3 separate regions of the Mus musculus genome follow, and all the other regions are linked to region 1. A link is a contact called in public HiChIP or PLAC-seq and promoter capture Hi-C data. All regions are on one chromosome and are shown on one strand. Each heading gives the region's core, a stretch centred on a gene start, on an enhancer-like site or on the middle of the called end of the contact. The rest is flanking DNA. Distances are from core to core; before and after follow the strand shown. Region 1 holds the start of Fcrl1 (Fc receptor-like 1). Region 2 overlaps Gm40085 (predicted gene, 40085). Region 3 overlaps Gm31879 (a long non-coding RNA gene).

Region 1 (2,724 bases), core at 116-2,615:
CAATCTTTGATATGATAGAAATGTTCCCAGCTTTGATTGACATCTGGGGGAAAGGTTTCAAGAGCTTAAGAAAGGCAGGTAACTAAAAATGAAGGTGTTTTGTTTTGTTTTGTTTTGTTTTGTTTTGTTTTGTTTTGTTTTGTTTTGTTTTGTTTTGTTTTGTTTTGTTTTGTTTTAAAGAAAGAATCAGGGAAGTGAGACAAAGTGAAGTTGCCAAGCTAGCGCAGAGTGAACCCTGTCCCAGTGCAGAGTGAACAGAGCACAGAGTGAACCAAGCCAGCACAGAGTGAAGGGAGAAAGAGAAACAGTGCGGGAACGAGGAGGGAAGCTCTCCCAGCATGCCTGTGCATGTATGGGAACAGGTTGGAATGGAGACACATTTGAGTGGAGGAGAAGGTTAATGAATGACAAGGTGTATTTACAGAGCAAGAAGAAGGCAGACAGGTAGTTGGTAGTCATGGGAGTAGAAAAATGGAGAATTTTCTTTTTGCCATTATTACTTCTAAAATAAATTATTAATCAAAGTTATAAAATGGGGCCCAAAAGGATTAAGTTTGAGGAGAAACGAGAAGACCTGAAACAATGGCTCCCACGCATGAGTGGGAAAACAGATGCGAAGAACATCTGCGATTCGGTTTCCACGTCACGTGATGATAAGGTGCCAGGTGAGCCTTTGTTTAAAGTCCCATTGTTTGGACACAGTTAAAGTGTATCATCTGGCAGTGCAGGAGGGAGAGAGAGTTGAAAGAGCATCCGCCGGCATGTTGTGGTGATGAGCTGCAGAGTCTGTGCCGTGTCAGTGATGAGTAAGCCTTCCAAGTGTAATGATTAATAATGGAGGAATAATCTTGCCATTCTGGTGTGTGACACCAGAGAAACCAGAGTGTGGCCACAGGGGAATGAGGAGGGCTGGTGATACACTAAGGTTCTCATGTGAATAAAAGGAAGTGGTGTTGATAGAAGAAAAAGGAACTGAGGGACCAAGTTGTTGCCTATATTTTGTGAGTGTGTGTGTGTGTGTGAGAGAGAGAGAGAGACAGAGACAGAGACAGAGAGACAGAGACACACAGAAAGACAGAGACACACACACAAAGAGAGACGAGACAGAGACAGAGAGACAGACTACATGAATCCACGAGCATCACCAGGCAGAAACTTAGTCGTCGAATTCTCTATCCTTTTTAAGATCCCCGTTCCCAGACCCCACTCCAAGTTGTCTAACTTACCACAGATCAGTAGCAGGAGCCAAGGTAGCATGAGGACCAGGCTGGGGATGGTAACTTGAAGGTGCCTCTCACCAAAAGAAAAAAAAGCAAAACCAGACTACTCACAGAGGTGTCACAGATAACTGCCCTCAGCTTCTCTGAGGTTTGAGGAAGTCGTGGTCGGAAGTTAACCTTCAGCACGAGTTTACAGAAATACAACAAAGCAACCTTGTCCAGTGTTCAGTTCTTCCTCCAGGAAGGCCCCAGAATGGAAGACACTCCTTCCTATGGCATGACTCAATTTCATGACTTGGAGCTTTTGGGTATCAGGAGATGCGGGCTTTCATTTTATAACTTTGATTAATACTTTATTATTAAAATATGAATATTCATGTATCTCAGGGGTTTCCAGTAGATGATCCAGGCTTTAAAGAGTCTCACTGAGCTTGAGTCCTGCCAGATTTCACACCACACACTGCCATCTTTGGTAAGGATATCTATTTAACTATCTGATCAAATGCACTGTCTTTCTCACAAGCTCCTATTGTGGTCTCTCTGTGTCTGACTCAGGAATGGAAGGGAGTATTCGCAGGTTATGTTCCGTGTCTGCTGCTATTGTATATTCTGATTTATATAGGGTCCAGCCATTCATATAGATATTTCCCCATGTTTAAAATTTCAATGTTCCAATAAATGACATGAGCCACTTTTTAAAAAGTCATAGGAAGTCATAGAGTGGAAGAGTTTGGAATAAAATGGAAGACTTGGATATGCACCAATTAGCCTCTGTGTACTGGAAAAGGCTCACCGTCATCACTAACTCTTGTATTTGTGTGACACCCTTCTTCCCTTACCCCAGTCAAGGGTAGGCAATTCCTGCTGTTGCTTCCTTTAGCATCTATATCACCCTTTCTCTGTCACCTGAAGCTTGTATGTGAGTCTCATTATGGATTACAGGGGAATAAACTATTTTATTTTTCCCATTTCTTGAATCTTTTATCATCTAATATTAAGATGATTTTTGACAAAGGTAAACTGATACAAATGCAATCATAGTAATTGTTCTACATTATTTGCATCATCTCAACATTGAGTGAGTGAGTGTGTGTGTGTTATTAAACATGGGGCCACAACATACACCTTGGGATCACGGTCTGCACTCTGAGGTTGCTGTCTGCACCCTGGGGTCACAGTCTGCACTCTGGGGTTTCCATCTGCACCTTGAGGTCAGAGTTTGTACCCAGGGATTGCAGACTGCACACTGGTGTTGCTGTCTGCACTCTAGGGTCGGCATACACCCTGGGATCACAATCTTCACCTTGTGAATGAGAATTGCTGGAAAGAAACCGTGCCTCAAATGCTGATTGACTGACTAGACCTTCAGTGATGTGGAGAGGTTGGAATGTTCCAAATCCAGGGGCAAATTATCTTGGGCATCTTTATCCCTCTTAATAACAACCTACTGATTGCTTTTGTACATGAACCAACCCCTTTTGTCACCATCATGTAAATCCTTTGG
Region 2 (2,724 bases), core at 134-2,633, 120 kb before region 1:
ACACAGATCAGCCTTCTGATGCTTTGATGGCCTCCTCCTGGAGGTGTGAGAAAGAGGTCTTCCGTTCCCAGGGTTACCCCTCATCTTTTATGAATCAGGGATGACTGGGGGAGGTAGGTTGATCTAGGAAAGGAGCTGATACAAAATTACCCTTCAAAATGAGCTCAGTTAGGAGAGGAAGCCTGAGTTGGCGGGGGTCTGTGATCAGGTCTGGAAGTGGGAGAGCAATTAGGAGAGTTACCAGAGGCTGTCTGTGTAAAGGGAGTGGCTGTCTAGAGATGAGCTTCGGAGGGAGGGGGAGCGTGAAGTGAGAGAATGAGAAGCGGCCAACTACAGCACCGTGGTCTTGATAGGACGGCCTCCACCCCTAATCCTGTGCTTTTCTGCAGCTCCATGTCCCGTGTCTCCCCTGCCTTTATTGCCAGTATCAGATAGATGCTAAGTTTGGCTGCCAGCTTGGGAGGGAGCCTCCCACCTTTAAACCACATGCTAAGCAGTCATCCTATGTTGAAGCAATGTTGCTTTCCAGGACAAAGCAGCCCTTAGGCTTTGTCCTTGACAAATCTGAAGTTTAGCTGGGTGGGGCCTCTCTGTGTGGGCACACTTCCTTCTGCTTCAGTACAGGGCAGGATGCCTCTCCTGCACGGCACAGCGCGGAGCCCTTTAACAGTACAGCTTCATTTCTAGATCATACCTTGGGAGCCACATTAAGCTTGCTAGAGTTTTTCTCCTCATAACTACACATTTTGTACATGATGATCCTGCTTGCTCTTTTTCACTGTAGACCTGCCTAAGAGTTATTAATAATGCCCATTTCACGGATTCGACCTTATGTTGCTTGAGACTTTCTCTGCCAAAACTTGGTTCATGACTTGAAATTCAGCCTTCTGTGCATTCTCAGGGGTGCGGGCAGAAAACAGTCAGACTTTTTGCCAGCATATAGAAACTGTCTCTGGCACGATTGCTAATGTTGCTCGCCTCTTGTGAGCATGCCTCTACCATCTGCACGATCAGCACTGTTGTCTTCCAAGCTCCAGCTAGAGCGGCCGTTACGTTCTTTTTAGAGCATCTTACCACTTTTCTAGTCCAGTCCTCCCAAGCCTTCCACACTGCTCTAAAGGACATGGTCAAGTTCTTCACTTGTTTTTTTTTTATTTTGTCCGTACCCACTCTTTTGTACCAACGTCTGGATCAGACATTTTTCTGTTGCTGTGAGGAAAATGGCATGGCCAGTCAGCAGCCACTTAGGAACAACATGCCGATTCTGGCTTCTGGTTCCAAAGGCAGAGTCCACGGCAGGCTGAGGGGCCAGAACAGGAAGCGGGGATGATTGAATCCTCAACCTCAAACAGAAAGCTGAGGGTAAACTAGAAGCAGGCTACACTCTTAACGAAGCCTATCTCTAGGGGCGCGCTTTCTCCAGCAAGGTTCCATACCTTAGCGGTTCTATAACCTCTCCAAATGTGCTAGCATCTGGGGTCCAAGAGTTCAAATCCACATGCCTGTGGGAGACCTTCTCATTCAAACCGGGTCACTTCCGCTCTGAGGCGCACGCAGCTGCTGGGTGTGCTTCCTCTCTCAGTGCCGGAGGAATGGTTGTCTCACAAAAGCTGCCACTGGTTTTCAGGCTTGTGAGGGCTGAGGACTTGCTCTGAGGGCAGGACGGCCAGTTTTCTCTCACCAGGGCAGCTTCCTTTAGCTTATGAGAAGTCTGTTCACCCTGTCCACACCACAGCCATGCTGCTGGTCTGTGTTTACGTTGGCTGTTTCTCATGCGTTACCTGTCTTTCCTCCCCACTTTCCAGGTATTTTAACACTATTTTGGTGCATTTTAAAACGTTTCTTCTTTCTTTCTCTTCAGAAGTGTCTATTTTTCTTATTGTGGCTCTTCTCATTTAAAGGGTGGCGTAGAAACGTCTTCTAGTCTGCCATTCTCCTCGGGGGTTCTTGACTTGAGTTTGTCAGGAGCGTGCCACCAAATCTGTTACTAAATAATGTGAAATTTTGGAGGTTTGGATCTGAAGCACCGGGGACGAGATTGGAACCTGAGATTGTTCTTCTAAGAGATGGAGGGTATTGGGAGCATATTCCATGGCTCCACTGAAAACTGAGATGATTGGCCAGATCTACAGGGTACTGTGGGAGTCAGGCACATTCTATTCTTGGGAATCTGGAATAGGAAAGAGGGGCAAGAACAATATGAAGGGCAGCCGATAATCACGAGTGTTTGAACAAACTGTAGGAACTGTTATCTTCTCCTTTCAACTGTAAAATGTATATTTAGATAATTTTGTCTTTGGGGGCCAAAGAGCTGATAATTGTCCAAACAAAACAACAACTCCCCAAATCAGTTTTATGGTGGTTGGTAGAGGCCAGTCTCTTCCTGTGATACCGACTGGCTTCTTATAATCATAGCTCTGAATCTCATCACAACTCTAGACTGCACTCCCCACACCCCTAGTAAGGTTCCTTTTGGACCTCCAAGGAATGTTTGCCTTTTGGGCAATTCTGTGAGAAGCCACAAGGTGGCAATATTGCATGCCTGTGGCTCAGCACATCTGTTCCTGGAAGTGGAAGCAGCTTTTACAACCCGTTTACTTCATCTGCCCAGCAGATCTTCAGGGAAGCCTTCATTTGCCAGAATCATTGGTGGTCACAGATCTGTTTAGGATTATACAGTTTAGTAGTAGGAGTGGGAAATGGATTACTTTGTCTGGATCCCGA
Region 3 (2,724 bases), core at 114-2,613, 81 kb after region 1:
CTATTTATATATGGGTCACCTAGACTAGACTGCAGGTATAATATAGGTCACCTAGACAGCTTCCCTACCTGCCTGCCTATCCACCCCATTCACCACCGCCTGGCAAAGCACCTCATGAGGCCCAACTAGAATTCTAAGTAAGTTGCCCACACCCATCCCCCCACCTGCCTGCCTATCAGACACCTCTTCTGGTTCCGGCACCAGGTGAAGACCAATTAAAATGCCACGTGGGTCACTCAGACCTGTTTTCTCTGCCCCTTGCCTACCAGTTACCCCATCCTCTCCTCTCATAGCACCAGCACTGCATGGAGTGCAACCCAAAGCTGTCTCTGCTACCCAAGGGCCACTAGCAGAACACAGTGGGCCAACTACAAAATTCTGAAGGTTCACAGAGAGAGGCTTAACTCTATGACTCAAGAGTTGCACCTATGTCTACCTGAGCTGAGACCACCTCTGACACTCCATTCACAAACCAACACAGAGTGGCCCTATGACTGAATACTAAGTATAACTCTGCTGATCCTCAACTTAACAAGTTGGGTCAGAGCAAGCAAGGATCCAGAAGTTGTCAAGGGTTAGAGCAAAAATCCACACCGAGAAGCAATACCAACGAACTAATTCCAGATGCCCAGGTCCCATCACAAAATTAAGTAATACAAATACTATATATTTAAATTTACTTTATATGTAACTATAATATGACATCTCATTTTGTGAATATATAGTAATCTAACCATTTCCTTAACATTAATAATTTCAATATTTTCAACACAATTAATTCTTCAAAAATGAACATTTTTTTTTCGAGACAGGGTTTCTCTGTGTAGCCCTGGCTGTCCTGGAACTCACTCTGTAGACCAGGCTGGCCTCAAACTCAGAAATCCACCTGCCTCTGCCTCCCAAGTGCTGAGATTAAAGGCATGTGCCATCACTGCCCAGCCGAGCATTCTTTTGCTAATAACTTTGCATAGTAAATTTTGAACAATTCAATTTGAGGTTAAATTTCAAACATACAGGTGACTTAACACTTTTAAATTATGAGTTTATAAACACAGAGACTGAATGTGGGACCCAACATTCACACAGTATTTTCTCAAAGAGAAAGCAATGATAAATACCTGGGTATTTTTTGAGGAAGCTCATCCTTAGAAATCTTATCCACCCAGGGACTCAGTCCTGTTCTAGATAAATATACATATATACATATATACACATATACACATATATACATATACACATATATATATACATTATACATACATATGTATGTATATATATATATGCATACATATATATGGAAGACAGTCTAAAAGGAAATGAGTCACTGCTTCTCTAAGTTCATCATGACCGATTTCTTTTCCAGTAAGGAGGAAGTAAGTAGAATGGATGGAAATCTCTCACGATTAGAACTGGCTTTCTCCCCTTCTGAGAAGCCTCACCAGCTTTGTTCAGAAACAATGTTTTAAACAGGTCCTGTTTCCAGACGTTTGCTTCCTGTGGGAGACAGAAAAGGAAATGATTTCAGCAGAATCCTCTGACATCTGTGAATTTAGACTGGGCACTCTGTACATGTGACTCTGTCTTTGCTGGGTAATTCTTTCCTATGGTGGTCTCATCTTTCTGGGCACAGAAGCACCTCTTCCTCAGTTACTTTCTACTGCTGGGACAAAACACTATGACCAAGACAACTTATAAGAGAAAGCCTTACAGCTTTGGGGTGTTAGAGTCCATGGCCATCATGGCAGGTAGCATGCCAGAGGCAGGCAGGCATGATGCTGGAGCTGTAGATGAGAGCTTACATCTGGATCAACAAGCACGAGGCAGAGAGAGCTAACTGGGAATAATATGACCTTACTGAAACTTCAAAGCCTCATCCTGATGACAAACCCTCCAACAAGGTCACATCTTTTTTTTTAAATTTATTTTAATTAGATATTTTCTTTATTTACATTTCAAATGTTATCCCCTTTCCTATTTTTCCTTCCAAAAATCCCCTATCCTCTCACCCCTCCCCCTGCTCCCCAGCCCACCCACTCCTACTTCCTGGCCCAGGCATTCCTCTATACTGGGGCATAGAATCTTCACAGGACCAAGGGCCTCTCCTTCCATTGATGACCTACTAGGCCATTCTCTGCTACATATGCAGCTAGAGCCAGGAGTCCCATGTGGCTAGAGTCACATGTCCCCAAAGAAACATGTGTTTTCTTTGATTGGTGGTTTAGTATCTCCTTGTACAAAGCTCAAGTCTAAGTAGATCAAGGAACTCCACATAAACCCAGAGACACTGAAACTTATAGAGAAGACAAGTGGAGAAAAGCCTCGAAAATGTGGGCACAGGGGAAAAATTCCTGAACAGAACACCAATGGCTTGTGCTGTAAGATCAAGAATCGACAATTGGGACCTCATAAAATTGCAAAGCTTATGTAAGGCAAAGAACACTGTCAATAAGATAAAAAGGCAACCAACAGATTGGGAAAAGATCTTTACCAATCCTAAATTCAATAGGGGGCTAATATCCAATATATATAAAGAACTCAAGAAGTTAGACTCCAGAAAACCAAATAACCCTATTTTAAAAAATGGGGTACAGAGCTAAACAAATAAATTTCAACTGAGGAATACCGGGTGGCTGAGAAGCACCTAAAAAAAGAATGTTCAACATCCTTAATCAACAAGGAAATGAAAATCAACGCAACCCTGGGATTCCACCTCACACCAGTAAC

What was found. Promoter capture Hi-C pulls out the DNA fragments that hold promoters and counts their contacts. HiChIP or PLAC-seq counts read pairs in DNA pulled down with a chosen protein or histone mark.
Region 2: a contact with region 1 is called in a promoter capture Hi-C map of pre-B cells, with 4 times the contacts expected there. The contact joins the enhancer-like site here to the promoter of Fcrl1 in region 1. A contact is called at or near these places in 23 of 39 promoter capture datasets (the 3T3-L1 cell line, 3T3-L1-derived adipocytes, the C10 cell line and 14 more), 3 of 15 datasets of contacts at CTCF or cohesin (CD8 T cells, large pre-B cells and pro-B cells), 6 of 484 Hi-C or Micro-C datasets (B cells, CD4 T cells, LSK cells and 2 more), 6 of 115 datasets of contacts at active chromatin or transcription factors (the 230-238 cell line, bone marrow-derived macrophages, embryonic stem cells and 1 more) and 5 of 9 other capture datasets (adipose tissue, bone marrow-derived macrophages, embryonic stem cells and 2 more).
Region 3: an H3K27ac HiChIP or PLAC-seq map of microglia shows a contact between it and region 1, with 4 times the contacts expected there. The contact joins the enhancer-like site here to the promoter of Fcrl1 in region 1. A contact is called at or near these places in 3 of 39 promoter capture datasets (hematopoietic stem and progenitor cells, macrophages and maxillary cranial neural crest), 1 of 484 Hi-C or Micro-C datasets (nephron progenitors), 3 of 115 datasets of contacts at active chromatin or transcription factors (double positive thymocytes, embryonic stem cells and microglia) and 1 of 9 other capture datasets (liver).

Annotation. Positions count from the first base shown.
Region 1 is chr3:87,375,028-87,377,751 of GRCm38.p6, reverse strand. It overlaps Fcrl1 (Fc receptor-like 1), which reads right to left and starts at 1,365. Exons shown (of 10, transcript NM_178165.4): 1 at 1,227-1,365. The coding sequence starts at 1,257. It overlaps Gm31940 (a long non-coding RNA gene), which reads left to right and starts at 149. Exons shown (of 3, transcript XR_867410.3): 1 at 149-665; 2 at 1,608-1,692.
Region 2 is chr3:87,499,115-87,501,838 of GRCm38.p6, reverse strand. The region is part of intron 1 of Gm40085 (predicted gene, 40085); the gene reads left to right. It also overlaps a transcript of Fcrl5 not described here. Among named protein-coding and RNA genes, the nearest start is that of Gm40085, 12 kb to the left of the region's middle. Within about 2 kb of position 1,383, at least 61 of the 459 cell types and tissues checked have an H3K27ac peak or open chromatin away from gene starts, as enhancers often do. A contact at or near this core is called in the 230-238 cell line, B cells, CD8 T cells and 7 more, where this site is marked.
Region 3 is chr3:87,294,015-87,296,738 of GRCm38.p6, reverse strand. Gm31879 (a long non-coding RNA gene) reads right to left here. Exons shown (of 3, transcript XR_375779.2): 2 at 1,402-1,494. Among named protein-coding and RNA genes, the nearest start is that of Gm31879, 5.0 kb to the right of the region's middle. Within about 2 kb of position 1,363, at least 11 of the 459 cell types and tissues checked have an H3K27ac peak or open chromatin away from gene starts, as enhancers often do. A contact at or near this core is called in microglia, where this site is marked.